Linked DNA regions of Ovis canadensis: region 1 is linked to region 2. Evidence: chromatin contacts called from public Hi-C data. All regions are on one chromosome and are shown on one strand. The core of a region is the stretch at or near the end of the contact, and the rest is flanking DNA. Distances in the headings are between cores, read along the strand shown. Region 1 holds the start of MTIF2 (mitochondrial translational initiation factor 2). Region 2 holds the start of CFAP36 (cilia and flagella associated protein 36).

What was found. Hi-C and Micro-C count contacts between places; a contact is called where the count stands out from the background.
Region 1: a contact with region 2 is called in a Hi-C map of lung, with 2.2 times the contacts expected there. The contact joins the promoter of MTIF2 here to the promoter of CFAP36 in region 2. A contact is called at or near these places in 2 of 2 Hi-C or Micro-C datasets (fibroblasts and lung).

Annotation. Positions count from the first base shown.
Region 1 is chr3:68,915,763-68,920,002 of ARS-UI_OviCan_v2, forward strand. MTIF2 (mitochondrial translational initiation factor 2) reads left to right here and starts at 2,679. Exons shown (of 15, transcript XM_069583300.1): 1 at 2,679-2,878; 2 at 3,289-3,375. It overlaps LOC138436932 (prolyl-tRNA synthetase associated domain-containing protein 1), which reads right to left and starts at 3,072. Exons shown (of 4, transcript XM_069583306.1): 1 at 2,681-3,072.
Region 2 is chr3:68,696,882-68,701,134 of ARS-UI_OviCan_v2, forward strand. It overlaps CFAP36 (cilia and flagella associated protein 36), which reads right to left and starts at 1,892. Exons shown (of 10, transcript XM_069583291.1): 1 at 1,139-1,892. The coding sequence starts at 1,253.

The sequences.
Region 1 (4,240 bases), core at 1,429-3,928, 220 kb after region 2:
GTGACTGAACTATTTTACAAAGGGGGAAAATTTATAAAGAAATCTTTTTAGGGAATTCCCTGGTGATCCAGTGGTTGGGACTCTGGGCTTTCACTGCTGGGGCCTTGGGTTTGATCCCTGGTTTGGGAGCTAAGATCCCGCAAGTTGAGTGTCGCAACCAAAAATTTTTCAAAATTGTTTTTTCAAATAAATTTTAATTTGCAAAGATAGTAGATAGTTCCTGACTGTCCTTCACTCAGTTTCCTCTAATGTTAACATATTGTGATGCGTTTGTGAGAATTAAGAAATTAACACTGGGGTATTAGAATCAACTAAACTACAGATTTTATTTAGATTTCACAAGTTTTTCCACTAGTATGCTTTTGTGTTCCTGGACTCTATACAGGACTCCACATTGTATTCAGTCATTACGTTTCCTTATTCTTCAGATCTGTCATAGTTTCCTTGTCTTTCATTGTTTTTCATGACCTTGACAACTTTGAAGAATTCTGCTCAGGTATTTTGTAGAATGCTCTTCAATTTGGGTTGTCTGATGTTTCCCCCATGATGGTAGTAGGGTTGTGGGTTTTGGGGACTAATATCAGAGATGTAGTATCCTTATCACATCATTTCAGGGGGTATGTGATGTCGACATGACATTACTGATGTTTACCTTGATCAGTTGGTTAAGGTGGTGTCTGCCAGATTCTCTGTTAAGAAGGTACTATTTTTCCCTTTCCATATTCTGTTCTTTGGAAGCAAGTCATTAAGTCCAGTCCACACCCAAGGGATTGGAGGTGGGCACTAAGCTTTAACTCATAGTTGAAGTTAATAAACATGGAATTATTCTATAAGGAGGATTTCTCCCTATCCCTCATTTGTTATTTTGAGTTATAATCTAATACTCCATTATTTCATTGTTCAGAAGTTTCCAGCTTAGACTTTTTCAGGTTGGTGCCTGTTTAACTGCCCTCATTCTATTTCCTTCCTCATTTCCTTCCTTCCTTGCTCCTTCCACTTTCTGTGTTTTGGTGTATTGCTTGAATTTTCCACATTAGTATGTATATCTTCATGATCAGAAATGTATTGGTTATTTTCATTCTAATATTGGGGAGAATGGTATGACCATTACTTTGATGTTCTGCCAATCAATTTCTGCTTCTTAACTATTTGGCAAGGCAGAGAGAGCAAAGAATTTCTTACAGAAATTGCACTTCAGTGAGTGTGAAAGGTAAGTAAAATGATAGCAAACTGAAACGCACTTCAGTAGTTTTCAAGTGTGTTAGGTTCATTAAAAAGATTTTCTAGACAGAGGTTTCCATTCAATCATTCAGCAACACTGCCTACACATCTTTGTGGTGACACTGGGGAGACAAACAAAAAAAGAGATAGGGCATGAGTTAAGAGTCCACACTAGGGGGGATAGGGCATGAGTTAGGAGTCCACACTAGGGGGGATAGGGCATGAGTTAAGAGTCCACACTAGGGGGGATAGGGCATGAGTTAGGAGTCCACACTAGGGGGGATAGGGCATGAGTTAGGAGTCCACACTAGGGAGGGAGAAATCAGATAACAGTAAGAAACTCTAATATACCTACATCATTAGCCTAGGGTAGTGTTAGACCTTGAGGACAGAAATAAAACAATACTTAAGACTTGAGAATAGTGGCGGTTGAGGTCAAGGTGACAAGCCAGAAGACAATGTCCCATCAAGGTGTGGAAATGTTCTGGGAGGAAGCTAATAATCACAACAGCAAACCCTTATGAACCAGCTACTTTATGAACCTTCCTGCTACTGCTATCTTACTAAGCAGCTATTATTATTACCATGGGGCTTCCCTCATAGCTCAGTTGGTAAAAAAGAATCTGCTTGCAATGCAGGAAACCCGAGTTTAACATCCAGGTCGGGAATATCCTTTGGAGAAGGAAATGGCAACCCACTCCAGTATTCTTGCTTGAGAATCCCGTGGACAGAGGAGCCTGGCAGACTACAGTCCATGGGGTTGCAAGAGTTGGACACGACTTAGGGACAAAACCACCACCATTACCAGGGCTTTGTCTGCAATGCAGGAGACCCAGGTGCGATCTCTGGGTCAGAAAGATCCCTTAAAGAAGGGAATGGATGGCTATCCACTCCAGTATTGTTACCATATTGCAAAACTGCAGCACAGGGAGTTTACATAAAGGTCCCCGAGTCACCGCTGGGAATGAACTGGGATTGGGGCCCACTCTAGCTTTACCACTTCAAATACCACCCACAGGAAGCGACTTTTAAAAGAGAAAGCGCTCCTTCCTCATCACTAACTCTATCACCGCTTTCCCTTGCATTTCTCCCTTTTTGGAAGTATGTGTTTTAAGGACTTATTTCTCCCACATTTCCCCGTTTAACTTTCCCTTGAGCGTACGCATGGAGGACACTCACGGCCCCAGAATTGCAGTAATTTACTTTCTAGGAAGTGAAAGTGAAGTCGCTCAGTCGTGTCCGACTCTTTGCGACTCCATGGACTGTAGCCCACCAGGCTCCTCCGTCCATGGGATTCTCTAGGCAAGAATACTGGAGTGGGTTGCCATTTCCTTCTTCAGGGGACTCTTCCCGACCCAGGGATCGAACCCCGGTCTCCCATATTGCAGGCAGACGGTCTAACCTCTGAGCCACCAGGGAAGGGGAAGGGATTTGTAAAAGCGATTATTCATCCACGCACAGCAACACCGGTACGCCTTCGACAAACTTTACAGCTACTGTTCCGAAGTAGGGACTTCTGAATTCCGAGTAGAGCCGCTTCCGGCGGCAACGGAAGCCGGAGAGGGACCGTTTCAGTGACGGACTGGCTGATTGACTGTCCTGCAGGTCCGGAAGGTGATCTCCGCCCCCTTCAGAATCCCGAAGCCCTGGGTCCTAGGTAGGAGCTAGGTGAGGGGCCGAGGGGTGGGTCCCTTAGCCGGGTCGTACTGGGTGGCGTGTATTGTATTGTTTGGCCTGAAGTGTCAGCGGCACAGATGAGAAACATTGCGCATTCGGGAGCCTTTCCATGATGCACCTAATCCGTGCGTGACCCTGCTTTAGGCATGATGAAGGAGTTATCCAGCCGGAAGCAGAGGGCTGCTTCCTTTCCTTGAGCGCCCCGTCCCCCGCCTCCGCTGTATTCAAGGCTTATTGGCCTAGGGTTCCAGGTGAAGCTACCTTAGATCCATCATTCTTGTATAGTGACGTATTTTTACCTTGCACATAAAGTCCAAGGTTTTCAACTGTTTCATTCAGATGTTTGGACCAACGCAACTACATTATTTCCAACATCTTTTTTTTTTTCAGGTTCCATAATAAGAATATCCTAGCGGCAAAGGAACACCGGAATTGGGAGTCAGAAAGCTTGGGTTCTAGTCCTGTCAGTAACTAGCGGTATGACTTTGGAGAAGGCTTTTTGAGCTTTCTGGACTCCATTTTCCTTTTCTATAAAACGAGAGGCTTGGAATAAGTGGCAAGTTTTCCTTCCAGTTTGGGTATTTGGTTTATTGCCCCCCCCCCCCCCCCCGCCCCGCGCCGCCGCCCCCATGTGTTTTTCGAATATCTGCCTCAGTGAAATATCTGTGCTTTGGTTAATCTCCATGAAGGACCTTTCCTACCACTGCATTAACTCGTGTCCTTGTTAAATCTGGTTTTAGACTCATTAAAAAAAAAAAAAAATCTACTCCATCCACACCCCTGCCTGCCCGAGGAATTCCATGCTTCCTGAGCATTCTACTTCATCCTGGGAAATGTACCCAAATAAGATTGTTTAAGTGTGCCATTCTTGAGGTGTTTAAGAATCATTATACTGCAACATTTTAGGGACAGTGAACTCCAAAGGAAGTGACTCTGGCTTATTAACCTTTGAATCAACAACCTCAAATGCAGTCCCTAGAAGATGGTGCTAAGGAAATGTTTGCCGAGGAGAAAAGTAGTACTTCTTATGTTCTTTTAGTTGCTTCTTGCTTTAAACACTGAAAAACAAAGCTGTAGAAATGCAGTCTTGTGATCAGAAGAAATAGAAGACTCAAGGAGGAAAAGACTGTACTACTGACTTCTGAGCTGTACTATTGAATTCGATTGTGAGTTTCTCAATAAACTCTTCTTTCATCTGAAGAGTAATATTCAGGGGCTTCCTTGTTGGTTTCATGGTTAAGAATCCTACTGCCACTGCAGGAGACACAGGTTTGATCCTTGGTCCGGGATGATTCCACATGCCAAGGAGCAGCTAGGCCCATGCACTGCAACTACTGGGCCA
Region 2 (4,253 bases), core at 642-3,141:
GTTATTTTGAACTTCTTTTAAAAATTACCTGCGAGAACAATACCTAGTAAATACTATTTGAATGTTGCTCATGGCAATGAGAATGTAATGAAAAGATTCAGTGGTCAAAGTAAATTTCATCTTTACCAGATTCATGGAAACTTAAGGTTGAAAGGACTCTTAACAGATCATTCATGATAACCAACCATTTGACATTTGAATTCCCCTCTGTAATAACTCCATTAAGGTGCTATCAGATTCATTCAAACACTGCTAACGCCTAGGGAACTCATTACCTTCCGAGACGGGCGATTTATCCAGGATACTATCTGTTATGAAGCACTTCCTTCACAGAAATTTGTTTACCTCTAGCTTGTACCCACGGACGCTAGCTCTAGCCCACTGAACCTTAAAAAAAAACAAGTCTAACCCCTCCAACATACGACAGACGTTCGTAATGGATATTACTACCCTTAAGGTCTTGGCCAGCTAAACAACCAGGACAACAGCCTTAAATTACTCTTATGACATCGCTTCTGGTTCCTTTTCCATAAATGGACTCCAAACTATCTCTAAGAACTGAATGCAAAGCTCCAGAATCTGGAGGTACTCTTTCCTCACAGGGAACGTTATGCCACGTCTTCATATCTCATTTGTTGGAAGATACCCTCCATTTTTGGTATAACCGAGACAGAGAGCTCAAAAAGGGCAATACAGGCCACCGAGATTACCTGCTCTAGGGCTACCGGAGTAACCACATATCCCTCGCCCACCCACTTTTTGGCCAACAGTTGGAATCAGAAGGAACTCTGAAGCAAACTGACATCTCTCCTCCCAAGTCACTGGGGAAGCTGATGAAGAAAGAAACCCACAGTCACCTGGCCAAGGCAGAAAGGTGCAGGATGGAGTGGGAGGCCCAACACAGCACTAAAGTCTACTGTTTTTCGAATGCGTGCTTGGGCCCAGCGGGGAGAGGTATGTCGTCCCCCTTTTCATCACCGTGGAAAAGACAGGCGCGGTGACAGCAACACATTCTAAAAATCCAGCTCTAAACCTGGTCGACAGGAGGGGAGATCGAGGAGATGAGAGGCGGTGTGTGGAGAGGCTGTTGGTGTGAGAGAGGTGAGCAAGGACTGACGATTCGAGATTCATATTTTACCTTCACATTTCTGCTCCACGAAGTCCAAGATGGGGATGGACCAGTCCGGGCCCCGCAGGAATCCCGCGATGCTCTCCACCACCCATTCCACCTCATCCTCTTCTTCCGCGGCCATTCCGCCCCCACGGGGCGCCGCGGAAGCCTAGGCCAGATCCCCGGATCCTAGAAGGCCTTTCGGCCGCAAGGAACCGAGAGGACAGGGAAACGATGTGCCCCAGCAGTCTCCGCAGTCACCTGGCTAAAATCTACAAACCACTTAACGTAAAACGGTCGCTATGGCAACAAAAGGAGCGGCCTCCGGCAGCCGCCCGGAAGTGAAGCCAGCTTCCTCAGAGCCTGCGCAGCTTAGAAAGTGGCATTTGAAGAATGTTTCCGATTGGCTGGGAAGGAGTAGAAGCCAGTCGAAAGATAGCCTTCATCTCATTGGGCCGGAGCTGTTGTAGCCATTGGCTGGAAATCCTGGAAGGAATCTCAATGTTCTCACGGGAGAAGTCCGTGGGACCAAGGATAAGAAATGGCGCCACGAAGGCCCGCCTCACCTGGTCTCTGACTGAAGGTTTTAAAGGCTTCAGTTCACGGTTGTATCCCCACCGCTCACTCCCGACCATTTTCCGACCCGCTGAGCCAGACACGTTTGTAATTGAAAGGTTGATTTTTGAAAATACAAACCCGAGGAAAGCAGTTTCTGTAAGATTTGCTGATTGTCCCAGCGCCAGTTTGCATCCCGTAGCTGCCAGCGAGTCTTTACGGCGTCAGTCAGTTCAGTTCAGTCGCTCAGTCGTGTCCGACTCTTTGCGACTCCATGAATCGCAGCACGCCAGGCCTCCCTGTCCATCACCAACTCCCGGAGTTCACTCAGACTCGTGTCCATCGAGTCAGTGATGCCATCCAGCCATCTCATCCTCTGTCGTCCCCTTCTCCTCCTGCCCCCAATCCCTCCCAACATCAGTCTTTTCCAGTGAGTCAACTCTTCGCATGAGGTGGCCAAAGTACTGGAGTTTCAGCCTCAGCATCATTCCTTCCAAAGAAATCCCAGGGCTGATCTCCTTTAGAATGGACTGGTTGGATCTCCTTGCAGTCCAAGGGAATCTCAAGAGTCTTCTCCAACACCACAGTTCAAAAGCATCACTTCTTCGGCACTCAGCTTTCTTCACAGTTCAACTCTCACATCCATACATGACCACTGGAAAAGCCATAACCTTGACTAGAGGGACCTTTGTTGGCAAAGTAATGTCTCTGCTTTTGAATATGCTCTCTAGGTTGGTCATAACTTTCCTTCCAAGGAGTAAGCGTCTTTTAATTTCATGGCTGCGGTCACCATCTGCAGTGATTTTGGAGCCCCCCAAAATAAAGTCTGACACTGTTTCCACTGTTTCCCCATCTATTTCCCATGAAGTGATGGGACCAGATGCCATGATCTTCGTTTTCTGGATGTTGAGCTTTAAGCCAACTTTTTCACTCTCTTCCTTCACTTTCATCAAGAGGCTTTTTAGTTCCTCTTCACTTTATGCCATAAGGGTGATGTCATATGCATATCTGAGGTTCTTGATATTTCTCCCAGCAATCTTGATTCCAGCTTGTGCTTCTTCCAGTCCAGCGTTTCTCATGATGTACTCTGCATATAAGTTAAATAAGCAGGGTGACAACATACATCTTGACTACTCCTTTTCCTATTTGGAACCAGTCTGTTCCATGTCCAGTTCTAACTGTTGCTTCCTGACCCGCATATAGGTTTCTCAAGAGGCAGGTCGGGTGGTCTGGTATTCCCATTTCTTTCAGAATTTTCCACAGTTGATTGTGATCCACACAGTCAAAGGCTTTGGCATAGTCAGTAAAGCAGAAATAGATGTTTTTCTGGATCTCTCTTGCTTTTTCCATGATCCAGCGGATGTTGGCAATTTGATCTCTGGTTCCTCTGCCTTTTCTAAAACCAGCTTGAACATCTGGAAGTTCAGGGTTCCGGTATTGCTGAAGCCCAGCTTGGAGAATTTTGAGCATTACTTTACTAGTGTGTGAGATGAGTGCAATTGTGTGGTAGTTTGAGCATTCTTTGGCATTGCCTTTCTTTGGGATTGGAATGAAAACTGACCTTTTCCAGTCCTGTGGCCACTGCTGAGTTTTATAGAAATAACTAGAATTAGGAATTTTTCAGGAGTAAAATCAAAGTCAGTATTCCTTTAAATAAATGTCTAAGTAATCAACCCTTAATGTTAAATAACACTACTTTTAGCTTGGAGTCCTTTGTGGAATGGGTCTTCAAAGATCTCTGCCAGGGTATTTGGCACCCCAAAATATTTTCAAACAACTTTGTATGTATTTACATACATGGGATCATATGTACAGTTAGGAAGTTTTGTTCACTTAGTATAATCATCTGTCCATGTAAACATTAAATTGTCGTTTCTTTACAGCTACAAGATATTCTATAAACTAGCATTTTTAAATTCATATTTCATGTATGGTTCAGTGGTTAAGAATCCGCCTGCCAATGCAGAAGACGTGGGTTCAATCCCTGGAAAGGGAAGATCCCCTGGAAATGGCAATCCACTCCAGTAGTCTTACCTGGGAAAACCCATTAACAGAGGAGCCTGGAGGACTACAAGGTCGCATAAGAGTCAGACACAATTTAGATTAAACAATAACAAATATACACACAGTACCGTACTTGGATGCATAGATGTGATTAGTATGCTGTTTTTCTCTCCCTCCATGGTGTGGATGTATGTACCATGCCATTTTTCCCTTCTATAAACAGCTGAAATGAACATCTTTGTGTCTCTAAGAACTGTTGGTTTTATTGACTATTCCAAGGAATACAGTCTAGCAGAATTGCTAAGTGAGAGCGTATATATACCTTGATTTATGTGACCAATACTCAATTGCTAGATTTAATTTCATCAGTTTCTTAAACAACAATTCTGTAATGAACACACATGCAAATATTTTTCACCTCTAGTCTCATTATTTACTTTGGATAAATTCCCAAAGGAAAGATTTCTGAACCTATTTTTAAAAGCCTTTTTGAAAAATACCTTTACCAATCTACTAGGTTAAAGATGACACATAATTTTAACTTGAATTTTTAAATTTGAATGTGAGCTTTATTTCATGTTGA